2 separate regions of the Sus scrofa genome follow, and region 2 is linked to region 1. A link is a contact called in public HiChIP or PLAC-seq data. All regions are on one chromosome and are shown on one strand. Each heading gives the region's core, a stretch centred on a gene start, on an enhancer-like site or on the middle of the called end of the contact. The rest is flanking DNA. Distances are from core to core; before and after follow the strand shown.

Region 1 (5,896 bases), core at 1,112-3,611:
GGGTGGTCCTAGGCCCCCCAAGGGTGGCACCAGCAGGAGGATGGTCCAGAGATGCCACATGGGCACCCTGCCCACCCCCAGACTCTCTCTGGTTCTGGCCAAGGGTCCTGGAAACAAGAGGTACAGAGAGAGGGAGCAGGTTGGAAGGCTGGAGTGGCTGAGGGGAACTTCCCCCTGTCCCCTCCCTCTAGCTCACTCCACAGATACTCGGGAAATGTACTTCAAGAAGCCGGGGGAGACGGTGATTCTAGAGTAGGGAGGGCCAAGGTTAAAGGACCCCCAGACCAGCCCCCTTTTTTCCCACTCAAGACACTAGACTTAGCAAGGCTTTAAGGATCAGCCTGGAGAGTTTGGAAGCTTCCCCTGCCCCCCAAACATGCCCCAAAGGCAGTACAGACTGCGTGAGAGCTTGTGCATTCTATGGCCTGTCTTCTTTAGGCCTTATCTGTATCTGCAGGTGCATATTCGGGAGTCTCTGCTCTCCTTTTCCTGTCTCAAGTGTCTAGGAATCTTCATGCCTGCCTGTACCCGTCTGGTTTTGGTTTTCGTTTTTTTGGTCATGCCCTAGGCATGTGGAAGTTCCTGGGGCCAGGGATGGAATCCCAGCCACAGCAGCAACCCAGGCCGCGGCAGTGACAACGCCAGTTCCTTAACCAGTTCCTTCACAAGCGAGCTCTGTTATCTGTCTTCTTTCTCTGAGGGTTGGCCTTTCTGCCTCCAGATCTCGCCACTTGTTGTTTTCTGGCTCCATCTCTGACTGACTGTGTTTCTCTTCTTCGTTGGCCCTGTCTTTGCCTTCTCCTCCATATGTGCCTGTTTCTCTTTTGTGCTGTGTATCTGTCCATGTGTCCCTCCAGGTCAGCCCCTGGGTCCACGCTTCCTCCCTCCCCCACCCCTCGCCCACCCCTCTCCCTCTCTCACCCTTTAGGAGCTGGACTCTGAGCTGGATCCTCCCTCTGGCCCCACCCACCAATCTCCATCCTATCTCTGCCCTCCAGGCACAGGTAAATCACCACACCCCTTTGAACCTTTGACCCCAGATTCAGGGTTGCCAGAGAAACTGAGGCAACCCTGAGATGCCTGCAGCCCTGAGAGGAAGCTCTTGGCTGAGAAGGGAGCATCCTGATTGGTGGGGAGGTCAGGGGGCTACCCAGTTCCTCAGATGGGGTTGGGGGGAGCTGAGGATAAAGGAGGGCGATTTGGCGTGACTCTGTAGGAAGAGGGATTCCAGGATAGGGACCGTGAAGAGGAGGATTTTAGAGGGAGGGTCTCCAAGGAGTGGGGGATTGTAGTGTGTGTGGGGGGGGGGAATTTCAGGGGAGACAATTCCTGGGCAGAGAAGGCTCTGAAGGGAAAAAAATTATTGGGAAAGGTAGATTCTGAGGAAGGGGGCTCTGAAAGGGATGAAGACTTTGTGAAAGGGCATTCTAAGGGGGCAATAATGGGAGAAGTGGATTGGGTAGGAGAGCTTCTGAAGCAAGGGGATTGAATGGGTCATGGGTCCTGAAGAGAGGAAGATTCTGGGGAGAATTATGTGCAGGAGAGAGCCCTGAGTGGAGGGAGAGTCGAGAAAGAGGGAGTCGGAGTTCTCTTGTGGCTTAAGGATCTGGGGTTGTCACTGCAGCAGCTTGAATGGCTGCTATGGCGCGGGTTTGAGCCCTGGCCTGGGAAATTCAACATGGCCTGGGCGCCACCAAAAGAAAAGAGGGAGTCTAGGGTGAGGGCTCTAGGAGGGGGATTTGGGAGTGGGCCTCTCAGAGAATTTTGGGAGGAGAGTCTAAAAAGAAGGAAATTCTGGAGAAAGCTAGATTCTAGGGGAGATGGAAAAGGATTCTTGGGGAGGACTCGCAAAGGAGGTGGGTGTTAGGAGGCAGGGGGATTCTGAATCCTGCCAAGATTTTTTGCTGTGAGTTCCGAAGTAAAGATTCTAATAGAAAAGGATCTAGGTGGGAAGTCTAAAGGGAAGAAGACTGCCGGTGATAAAAAGGTAAGACAAACCTCTTCAGAGTAAACTGAGACTCAACTAGGAATACGGGTGGAGGGAGACTATCAAACAGCTAAAATGCAAACGAGGACCGGCGGTGACCAATGAGGACCAAGGATGTGAAGGACGGTGCTCTTCAGCTTCTCTGTCTGCACTCGAAACCCTTCAGGCCCCGCCCTTTCCCCTCTAGGTCCCGCCCTCTCCGCTCCTTAGACCCGCTTTCCGCGGCTAATCCAAAATCCCGCCCACGAGCCGTAAAGCTCCCTCCTGTCGCGACGCTGCGCACAATGCGCCTGCGCAGACCCTGAAAAGAGGCCAGGGTGGCCCCGCGCTTTCCTTTTCCGGTTGCAGCGCCGCGCGGTGAGGAGCTCTTGTCTAATCTGCAGCCATGCCTTCCAAGGGTCCTCTACAGTCGGTGCAGGTCTTCGGACGCAAGGTAGGCTGGTCGCTCGATGGTAGGGGTGAGGGAAGGAGAGAGACCTGTGGGCAGGGTTCTGAGGTCGACAGGGGAGCTGGGGCCCAGATCTCACGTGGCTTCGCTGTCTTGGTTTCCGCAGAAGACAGCCACGGCCGTGGCGCACTGCAAACGAGGTAACGGCCTCATCAAAGTGAACGGGCGACCCCTGGAGATGATCGAGCCGCGCACGCTGCAATACAAGGTGCTGGGGTCGAGGACAGGCGTCTGGGTTGGGCGGAGGGCTCTGGAGACGGAGATGTTGGAATAGGTCGGTTCCTGGAGTCCGTCGATCTCGGAAGTTGAGGGGTCTGCAGTCAACAATGGGGAAGAAGCTAAATAGGGTACAGAAAAAGGGGTATTTGGCGATGGAGCTAGGTATTGAGGTTCCAGAGATGTTACAGAAGCTGGAATTGAGAGTGAAGACGTGGATTTTGAAGATTAAGCAGGTGCTTCTTGGGTTATTTGTTAGCTCGGTCTGTTGGGAACCGGATGGCATAGGAGTTACCGATGTGGCCTGTTTTCTTTTCTTTTTTTTTGTTTTCTTTTAAGTTAATGGGGGAGTGAGTGTGTTCATTTCTAGAGTATACACTGAGGACAGAAATCAATATTTTGTTCTTCAAACATGGTGATTAGAGTTTGAATGTTGCAGTTTCTCAAGCGTTTCCAGAATAAGCTTTGTTGTGCTTGGAGAGGAGTATCTCTCTTCCCTGTTGAGGCCTGTTTCTTTGGCTCAAAATGGAAAGAACTCTCATGAGTTTGATTTCTACCTCTTTGGGCAAAACAGGAACTTTCCTTCTCTGCCTTGAGTTTATTGTCTGAAATGGGGACAGTTTCAACCTTGTGAAACATTGTGACGGTAAATTGGATTCTCTGAGTAAGCTTGTTGGTGTGTATGAGAATTTAAAAAAAAAAAAAAAAAAAAAGAACCCCAGTAACATCGCAGGAATAGTTAAAACTCAAGGTAGCTCAGAGATCACTTTATCAGATATTGAGCATCGTGGTTCATTCGCAATGTTAGCTTAGTTGAAGGCTTTGTGTTTGCAGCCCGTTGAGTACCCAGATGGCTTCAGGGCCTGCCCTTGAAGAGTTCCCAATCCAGTGGGGAGACAGACTGGACCCAATGCGAAATCGGGTGATAGCTTATTTTTTTTTTTTTTAATTGCTTTTTTAGGACTGCATTTGGAAGTTGCCAAGCTAGGGGTTGAATCAGAGATAGAGCTGCCACCCACACTCACTGAGCGAGGTCACGTATTGAACCCCAGTCCTCGTGGATGCTAGTTGGATTCATTTCCACTGCACCGTAATGGGAATTCCTAGTTGCGATTTTTCTGGAAGTCTGTGAGACCCAAGAGAGGGCAGAGAGCTCAGGTGGGGAAAGCACCTCACAGCCCTGGAGTGGCTTTTCAACTCTGAGGCAGCCTTAGTGCTTGCAAGTTGAGTATAGTTGACTTACAGTGTTATATTGGTTTCAGTTGTGCAGCAGAGTGCATGGTCACTCATATACATGTACTCATTCTTTTTTCCTATACAGGTTAATACAAATTACTGAGTAGATTTTTCTGTGCTGTACAGTAGATTCTCATTAATCGTCTCTTTTATTTTATATAGTAGTGTGTGTATGTTAATCTCATTCCAGTTCTTTTCCCGCCCAACAGTTTCATGTACGGTAACCATAAAATTGATTTTTATTAGATTCCACACATAAGGGCTCTCATATTTATTTTCCTCTGACTTCTCTCACTCAGTATGATAATCTCCAGGTGCATCCATGTTCCCAAAAATGGATAATCTAATTAACAGAGAGCTGCAGAGGAGGGAACCCAGCTCAGGTTTCAGGTTGCCTTCTACAGCCTCTCTGTCCTGGAACCCTCCCTGCTGTGCTGGCTGTGAGGGTGTTGAATAACAGCTCAACCCTCTTCTCCTAGTACTCTGAAGCCAGCAGTACAGAAGCTGCTTGGAGACACCTGTGGAGGAATGCTCAGTAAAGTGGCTCTGCCGCCCAGGTTATGATCTAAAAGCCTGTCACGCTTCCTGTTGCTCTAGCTACTGGAACCTGTTCTGCTTTTGGGCAAGGAACGATTTGCTGGTGTGGACATCCGAGTCCGGGTGAAGGGTGGTGGTCACGTGGCCCAGATTTACGGTGAGTCCTGGGAACCGGGCACATGGGTGAGGGTGGCTCTTGGGTGTTCATAAGGCTGATGCACCCTTTTTTGTATGTTTGTCTCCCTCACAGCAATCCGCCAGTCCATCTCCAAAGCCTTGGTGGCCTATTACCAGAAATGTGAGTGGGTCCTTCCCATCGGGTGGGTGGGGCAAGTCAAGGCCCAGCTCTGGCCCTCTGGCATTTAGCTCCAGAGGGGAAAGGAGGCTTCCTGGCTTGTCTAAATCTTCATCCATCCTTTTATCCCCAGATGTGGATGAGGCTTCCAAGAAGGAGATCAAAGACATCCTCATCCAATATGACCGGACCCTGCTGGTAGCTGATCCTCGTCGCTGTGAATCCAAAAAGTTTGGAGGTCCTGGCGCCCGTGCCCGCTACCAGAAATCTTACCGATAAGCCCATCGTGATGATCAGCGTTCAGCTTTATAATAAAAACATTTGTGGGATTTAAGGTTTCGGGGACTATGCTCTGGTCTTTTGTGGTGGGTTTTCGTCTAAAAGGAATTCAGGGGTGTAACTGGATGGGGAGCAGACCTGGTCCCAGTTTTCCTGCACCTCCACTGTGCGGGCATAGCTGAGCTGAGTGTGCATCCAGGCCGTGGGTGGTAATAGGGTATCCCTGGGAGTTTGCCTTTTTTCATTTCTTTTGGTCCTGTTCGTTTTTTCTTTTTTGGCTGCCCCGGCCAGCGATCAGATCTGAGCCATGGTTGTGGCAATACTAGATCCCTAAACCACTGTGCTGGGCTGGGGATTGAATCTGCATCTCAGTGCTCCTAAGATACCACCAGTCCCATTGCATTGCAGCGGGAATTTTTTTTTTTTTTTTGGATGTGCTATTTTATTTTATTTACTTTTAGGGCCACACCCATGGCAAATGGAGGTTCCCAGGCTAGGGTCTAATCAGAGCTATAGCTGCTGGCCTTTGTCACAACCACACCACCACCAGATCTCTAACCCACGGAGCCAAGCCAGTGATTGAACCTGTGTCCTCATGGATGCTAGTCAGATTCGTTTCTTTTTTTTTTTTTTTTTTTTTTTTGTCTTTTTGCTATTTCTTGGGCCACTCCCGAGGCACATGGAGGTTCCCAGGTTAGGGGTCGAATCGGAGCTGTAGCCACTGGCCTACACCAGAGCCACAGCAATGCGGGATCCGAGCCGAGACTGCAACCTACACCACAGCTCACGGCAACGCCGGATCGTTAACCCACTGAGCAAGGCCAGGGACCGAACCCGCAACCTCATGGTTCCTAGTCGGATTCGTTAACCACTGCACCACGACGGGAACTCCCAGATT
Region 2 (5,896 bases), core at 1,665-4,164, 620 kb before region 1:
CAACACCTACCCCTCCCACGAGTACGAATAGGGCTCTGACCCCGTCCAGGAAGACAGCATCCTGTGGCTACAGCAAAGGATGGGAACAATAAATCTCAAGCTAAGAGCTTCAGTTTATTCAGGAGGACCCAATTCTATGTCTCTTCCTCTCCCTGGCTCTGTCAGGGTGTCTTCACTGTCCTGTCTGCCTCTGTGTAAGGTTTTCTAGGCAGGAGTTCCCATTATGGCTCAGCGGGTTAAGAACCCGACGAGTATCCATGAGGATGCAGGTTTGGTCCCTGGCCTTGCTCAGTGGGTTAAGGATCCAGCGTTGCTGCAAGCTGCAGTGCAGGTCTTGGATATGGTTTGGATCTGGCATTGCTGGCTGTGGCGTAGGCCAGTAGCTACAGCTCCTTAGCTTAGGAGCCTCCATGTGTTGTGTGTTTGGCCCTAAAAAGACCAAAAAAAAGAGAAAAAAGATTTTCTGGGCATTCATCCATTTGTTTCCTCACCTGGCCCTGTGCTGGGGAACCAGTGAAGACAGTGGGGACCCTGTCTTCATGGATCTCACTGTCCAACGTGGAAGACAGCCCTGCCCCTGACAGTGACAACACAGAGTGAGTGGCCAGGGCTCTGATGGAGGAAGCAGAGAGAGCCGAGGGACCCAGCTTGAGGAAGGTTCTGTGGAAGATGAGCTGTCCCACCTGAAACCTGGTTTAGTGAGAATGAGCCAAGGGAAGGTTCTAAGGCGTGATGGCGTTCCAGGCAGAAGAGGCCACATGAGCACATGGCCCCTTTGAAGAACTAAAGCCCATCCCCTACAGTTAATACTTTGGTCAGAGGGGAGGAGCGATCAACCCCAAGAGGCTGTTCTATGGTGCTAAACCGGCCAGGGTCCTTGTAAAAGTTTGAGCTTTAGTCTAAGTTTTTATGCAAAGAGTGGAGCAAGGGAGAGGTGGGGAGGGGGGATCACACTCAGGTTTGTTTGCTTGTTTAGGGCCGCACCCACGGCATATGGAAGGTCCCAGGCTACGGGCTGAGCCCAAGCTGCAGCTGCCATCCTACACCACAGCCACAGCAAAGCCAGATCCTTCACCCACTGAGCAAGAGGCCAGGGATTGAACCTACATCCTCATGGATACTAGTTGGGTTCATTACTGGTGAGCCGCACGACAGGAACTCCGGGTTTGTGTTTTATGAAGCTTCCCTGGGCTACTGTGTGCGGGTGGATGGGAGGGTGCAGAAGTAGAGACTGGGAACCCAGAGGGTGTCCTGGGACCTTGAGGAAGAGAGGGAGAGTGGGCGGGAGCCTGAGTGGACAGTTGGGAGGGGAGGGAGGCACCAGAAGGAAACCTAGGACTGAATCCTGAAAGTGGGGTTGCAGTAGGGCCACCCTGAGACAGGAAGCCTGAAGGGGCTGATTCGGCACGGGGAGGGGAAGAACTGCCTCTTCCTAATCATGTCCCTTCTTGGAATCTACTCTCCCCCACCTTTGTCCCCCAGAGACACCTTTCCCAGGACTGAGCAAACCACTCCTCGCTTACCTAACCCCCAAAGCTCTCCCCCAACCCCAAATCCATTCCCATCCTATACTCTTCTCCACACAGCTGGACTACATGACTGACAAATTCCAACCGGCGAGGACTGGTCCAAAGAGCCTTAAACCTTCCTTCTCCGGAGCGGCCTGGAGAAAACTCTCTCCTCCCGTGGGCGGGAACGTGTTGTGGGGGTGGGGCAGGGCTGGTTCAGGCTTTCTGGGCACCGGCCGCACTCATTTCCTCCCGCTTTATTTCTTCTGTTACAGTGTCTGCATTTAACAAACTTTCTTTCACTGGGCGCCTGCCTTGTGTCCGGCCCTGTGCTAGGTGATGCTGGGGACCAAGCAGTGAGATAACATTGGTACGTGTCCCCAGGAGGCCCACAATCCAGTGACGGCCAGGGCCAAGGTCGGGGAGACTCAGGCAAAGGAGTCAGGGTCGCGATGAGGGAAGCACAGGACCCTGTGGGAGGCCAGAATGGGTCTGGACCATCCCTGGAGCCTCAGAACTGAGAGGAAAACTTTGAGAAGAGTTCTGACTCAAGAGGCAGCCTGGGAATTGAGGGCGTATTTTCAGGATGGGAAAAAGTTTCAAGATCCAGAGGTCTTTTTAAAAGTATCCTTGATTTTGACTTACAATGTTGTGCCAGAGGTCTTTTTTTTTCCCCCCTCATTTTCGAGAACTTGATACGAACCTGGCATTGTTGTAGGCACTGAAGATAAGGCAGGGAAGAAAACCGAATCTCTGTTCACGGCGGTGGAGCCATTTTAGAAAGAGTGAGTCAGTCGGTGCGGCAGGATTGTAGAGAGCAAGGGAGAGTGCATCAAGCCAGACCTGAAGGGCTTTAAGGCAAAAAAAAAAAAAAAAAAAAAAAGTAGTTTGGACTTTGTCCCCACGACAGTGGGGAGCCAAGAGCGAGTTTCCCGCAGCAGGGGTGCCATCCTGAGGGAGGAAGGGCTAAGATCTCCCAGGCAACACAGGCCGCACCAAACTATTGGCTGGCCTTCGGTGCGTCATCCTCCTCCTCCGCAGGGTCCGCCCTCCAAAGCTAGGGGCGCGGCCTTCGTGAGAGGCGCAGCGGGGTCCTCCCGGTAAGCGGGGTGGGGCCGGGCGTGCCTGTCAATCTTCCTCCGCGACTGGGTCCAGGCTTGGTATAAAGGGGTCGCAGAGAGCAATGAAGACGGTCTTGGAGCGAGGACAGTAGCCGAGTTGAAAGAAACAGTTTTGGTGCAACATCCACCCTAGAGAGGTGGCCCTGCCTCCCGGCAAGTCAGAATCCTTTAAAAGGTCCGCGGAGCGAAGGAGGGGAAGGCGGGTCCGGCGTCTCCAGGCGACAGGCGGTAGCTCCGCCTAGCCAATCCGCGCCCTGCGGTGGGCAGGACTCCAGCCAATCATGGTTCGCGGCTCGGCTCCGGGCGGAGCTGGGTGGGCCTGAGGCCAGACCGAGAGGCCCCGGGGTGGTGAGCGCGGCCCCTACCCAGCACTCGCAAAGGAGGGTCGCAAAGCCGCGGGCGTTCCCGGAGGTAGTTGTTGCGAACCTGGCAGTTGAGGTGAGGTGTGGCTGCCTGGCTTGGGATCCGCCTTGGGTTGAGGGAAGTGGAGGCGCTCCGGAGAGTTGTGGAGGCGGGGTATGGGTGGGAGTAGGGGGCGCAGGTTTGGAGAGACTGAGTTTCGAGATCCTGAAAGGAAGGCGAAGTTTTGGGGACAGGGTCTTCAAGTGGAGGGAGTCTGAAGCTGGGACACGGGGTGTTTGGGAAGCGAGAGAACTAGGGAAGGAACTTTTGGGGGCAGGAAATCTGAAGATTGGGATAATTCAGGTCTCCGGGACGAGTTAAAGTCGGGCACTACTGTTCAGGAAAAAGTTTGAGGCGTTGCGCTGTGATCCCGAGCATTTGGAGAAGCGAAAGAAATAGGGGCAAGGACTCGATCTCCTAGACGCAGTGGTGGAGAGGGGTCCTGGGGAGAGGAGAGTTCCCAGTCAGGTCTTGGAGCCGGAGGGGGAGTCGGAGATGAGGTTGAGAAGCATTTGAAAGACCGGAGAATAGGGGAAAGTTGACGGGGAGGGTCTCAAAATTCAGATACCTAGCGGCCCGAACAGAGCGCATCGGAGAGCATTTGTAAGTCTTTGAGCGATGTGTTGGGGCCTGGGTCTCTGGACCCGAGAGTAGTTTGATGGAAGAATTTGGGACTTTCTACGGTCCGCAGGACCGGTAGAAAGCAGTTTAGAATCGGAGTCGGGTGGGGGAGGGGTGTTTCGGGCGTGGAGCTCAGACCCGCAGCCCTGAAGGCAGCGGAGGGCGGGGCTCGGCGGGCGCCGGGCAGCTGGACGTCCGGGTTCCCTTCCCCCACCCACCACGGGCCGCTTTGCGCATGCCCTAAGGGAAGGCGGGGAAGGTGCGTCCCTGCGGCTTGCTGAGCCCTCCGGGGGTTGTAGTGCGCGTTCAACGTCAGTACGTGTACCTGGAGGCTATTGGCCCACATTTCCCATAAGCCCCAAGGACCAAGTTGGGGCGTGTCTGGGTTCCGAACTCGAACTTCGTCGAGGGGGCGGGGCCTGTAGAGAGCGGGGGCCTGGTTGGATGGGCTGGTCGGGGGCGGGGCTTGGCGTGAGTAATGTTCTGGCGAGTTTTCCTACCGGACTCATGCTGGAGAAACCTGAAGGCAACCACAGAGGGAGTGAGGGAGGTATTTTCACTGTTGTTGCGAGAGCTCCCAGTCAGGAAAAATATTTGTTCTCTGTAAAAGAAGAGTCTCCACAGATAGGTTCCCTATCAGGGTTCCAGGTGGCTAGAATATAGTAGACATTCAAAAAAAAAATTTTTTAAGTGATTGTGGACCTGTATTTTATTTTTTGTTTCATTTTGTTTTCAAATTAAAGAAATATATATATTTTTGTCTTTTCTAGGACCGCACCCGCGGCATGTGGAGGTTCCCAGGCTAGAGGTCTAATCCGAGCTATAGCCGCCGGCCTTCGCCACAGCCACGCCAGATCCAAGCCTTGTCTGCGACCTACACCACAGCTCAAGGCAATGCTGGATCCCTAACCCAATGAGCAAGGCCAGGGATCGAACCTGCAATCTCATGATTCCTAGTCGGATTCGTCGGGAACTCCTCAAATAAAAATATTGAATGAGGAATTCCCGTTGTGACTGGACGGTAAGGAACCCAGCTAGTATCCATGAGACTGGTGTTCAATCCCTGGCTTTGCTCAGTGGGTTAACGATCAGGCGTTTCCGTGAGCTGCGGTGTAGGTCACAGATGTGGCTAGGATCTGGCGTGGCTGTGGTGTAGGCCAGCAGCTGAAGCTCCGATTTTGACCTATAGCCTGGGAACTTCTATATGCCACAGGGTGCCGGCCTAAAAAGAAATTTTTTTTCAATAAATAACTGGCAATGAACTCTTGTTCATTGTGCGTGTAGTATCACTTCCCAAGATCTCACAGCTGAGCAGTGTGAAAGGCAGAAGTCAACCCTAGGAATCTCTACTTGCAGGCCAGGTGTCTGTACTCAGTATCTGTCTTGTGTGTGTCGTGTTTGAAAATAAGAGTATTGTGAAAGAACAGCCTTAAGACTCCAGAACTTGAATTAAGATTCCTTGTAGATGAGGAAATTGAGTCTCAAGGAAGTAAATTCACTACTGGAGGCCACATGGGCCAGTAAGTGGGATTCAAACCCAGCTGTGTCTTGCGTCCAGATCTTGTTTTGTTAATCACATACATATACTCTCTTCCTTAGCCTTGTGAGATTTATTTGGGCCATTAAAAATCAACAGCCATACAGGAGATTCAGGATTTGAACTAACCCTGCTGTGTCTCACTTGCCCCTCTTCTTACCACAGGGCATCATGGTAGGCTTGAAGAGGAAACACTCAGATTTGGAGGAGGAAGAAGAGGATGAGAAGTGGGACTGGAGTCCCACAGGCCTTCGGAGCTACCAGCAAGCCCTGCTCCGCATCTCCCTAGACAAAGTCCAGCGAAGCCTGGGCCCCCGAGCACCCAGCCTTCGAAGGCATGTCCTCATCCACAACACCCTCCAACAACTCCAAGCAGCGCTTTGCCTGACGCCTGCACCTGCCCTGCCCCCCGAGCCCCTCTTCCTGGGCGAGGAGGACTTCTCCCTGTCGACCACCATCGGCTCTATTCTCAGGGAGCTGGAGACCTCCATGGATGAGACTGAGCCCCCTCCCAATCCAGTGGCTCCCCCAGGTCCCCAGAATGAAGTATTGCCCCAGCCCGATCCGGTCTTCTTAGAAGCTCTGAGCTCCCGGTACCTAGGGGACTCCGGCCTGGATGACTTCTTCCTGGACATTGACACATCGGCAGTGGAGAAGGAGCCTGCACTGACCCCACCCGAGCCTCCTCACAACCTCTTCTGTGCCCC

Evidence for each region. HiChIP or PLAC-seq counts read pairs in DNA pulled down with a chosen protein or histone mark.
Region 2: an H3K27ac HiChIP or PLAC-seq map of alveolar macrophages shows a contact between it and region 1. The contact joins the promoter of SERTAD3 here to the promoter of RPS16 in region 1. A contact is called at or near these places in 1 of 47 Hi-C or Micro-C datasets (blood) and 1 of 2 datasets of contacts at active chromatin or transcription factors (alveolar macrophages).

The regions. Positions count from the first base shown.
Region 1 is chr6:48,084,833-48,090,728 of Sscrofa11.1, reverse strand. RPS16 (ribosomal protein S16) reads left to right here and starts at 2,361. Exons shown (of 5, transcript NM_001137620.1): 1 at 2,361-2,420; 2 at 2,542-2,643; 3 at 4,485-4,581; 4 at 4,675-4,722; 5 at 4,853-5,045. The coding sequence starts at 2,373. The coding sequence ends at 4,998. It overlaps IL-15L, which reads right to left and starts at 283. Exons shown (of 3, transcript XM_021094372.1): 1 at 1-283. The coding sequence starts at 60.
Region 2 is chr6:48,709,768-48,715,663 of Sscrofa11.1, reverse strand. SERTAD3 (SERTA domain containing 3) reads left to right here and starts at 2,914. Exons shown (of 2, transcript NM_001244464.1): 1 at 2,914-3,067; 2 at 5,355-5,896. The coding sequence starts at 5,361. It overlaps LOC102158315 (a long non-coding RNA gene), which reads right to left and starts at 2,480. Exons shown (of 3, transcript XR_001303673.2): 1 at 2,212-2,480. BLVRB (flavin reductase (NADPH)) reads left to right here. Exons shown (of 5, transcript XM_003355917.4): 5 at 1-124. The coding sequence ends at 31.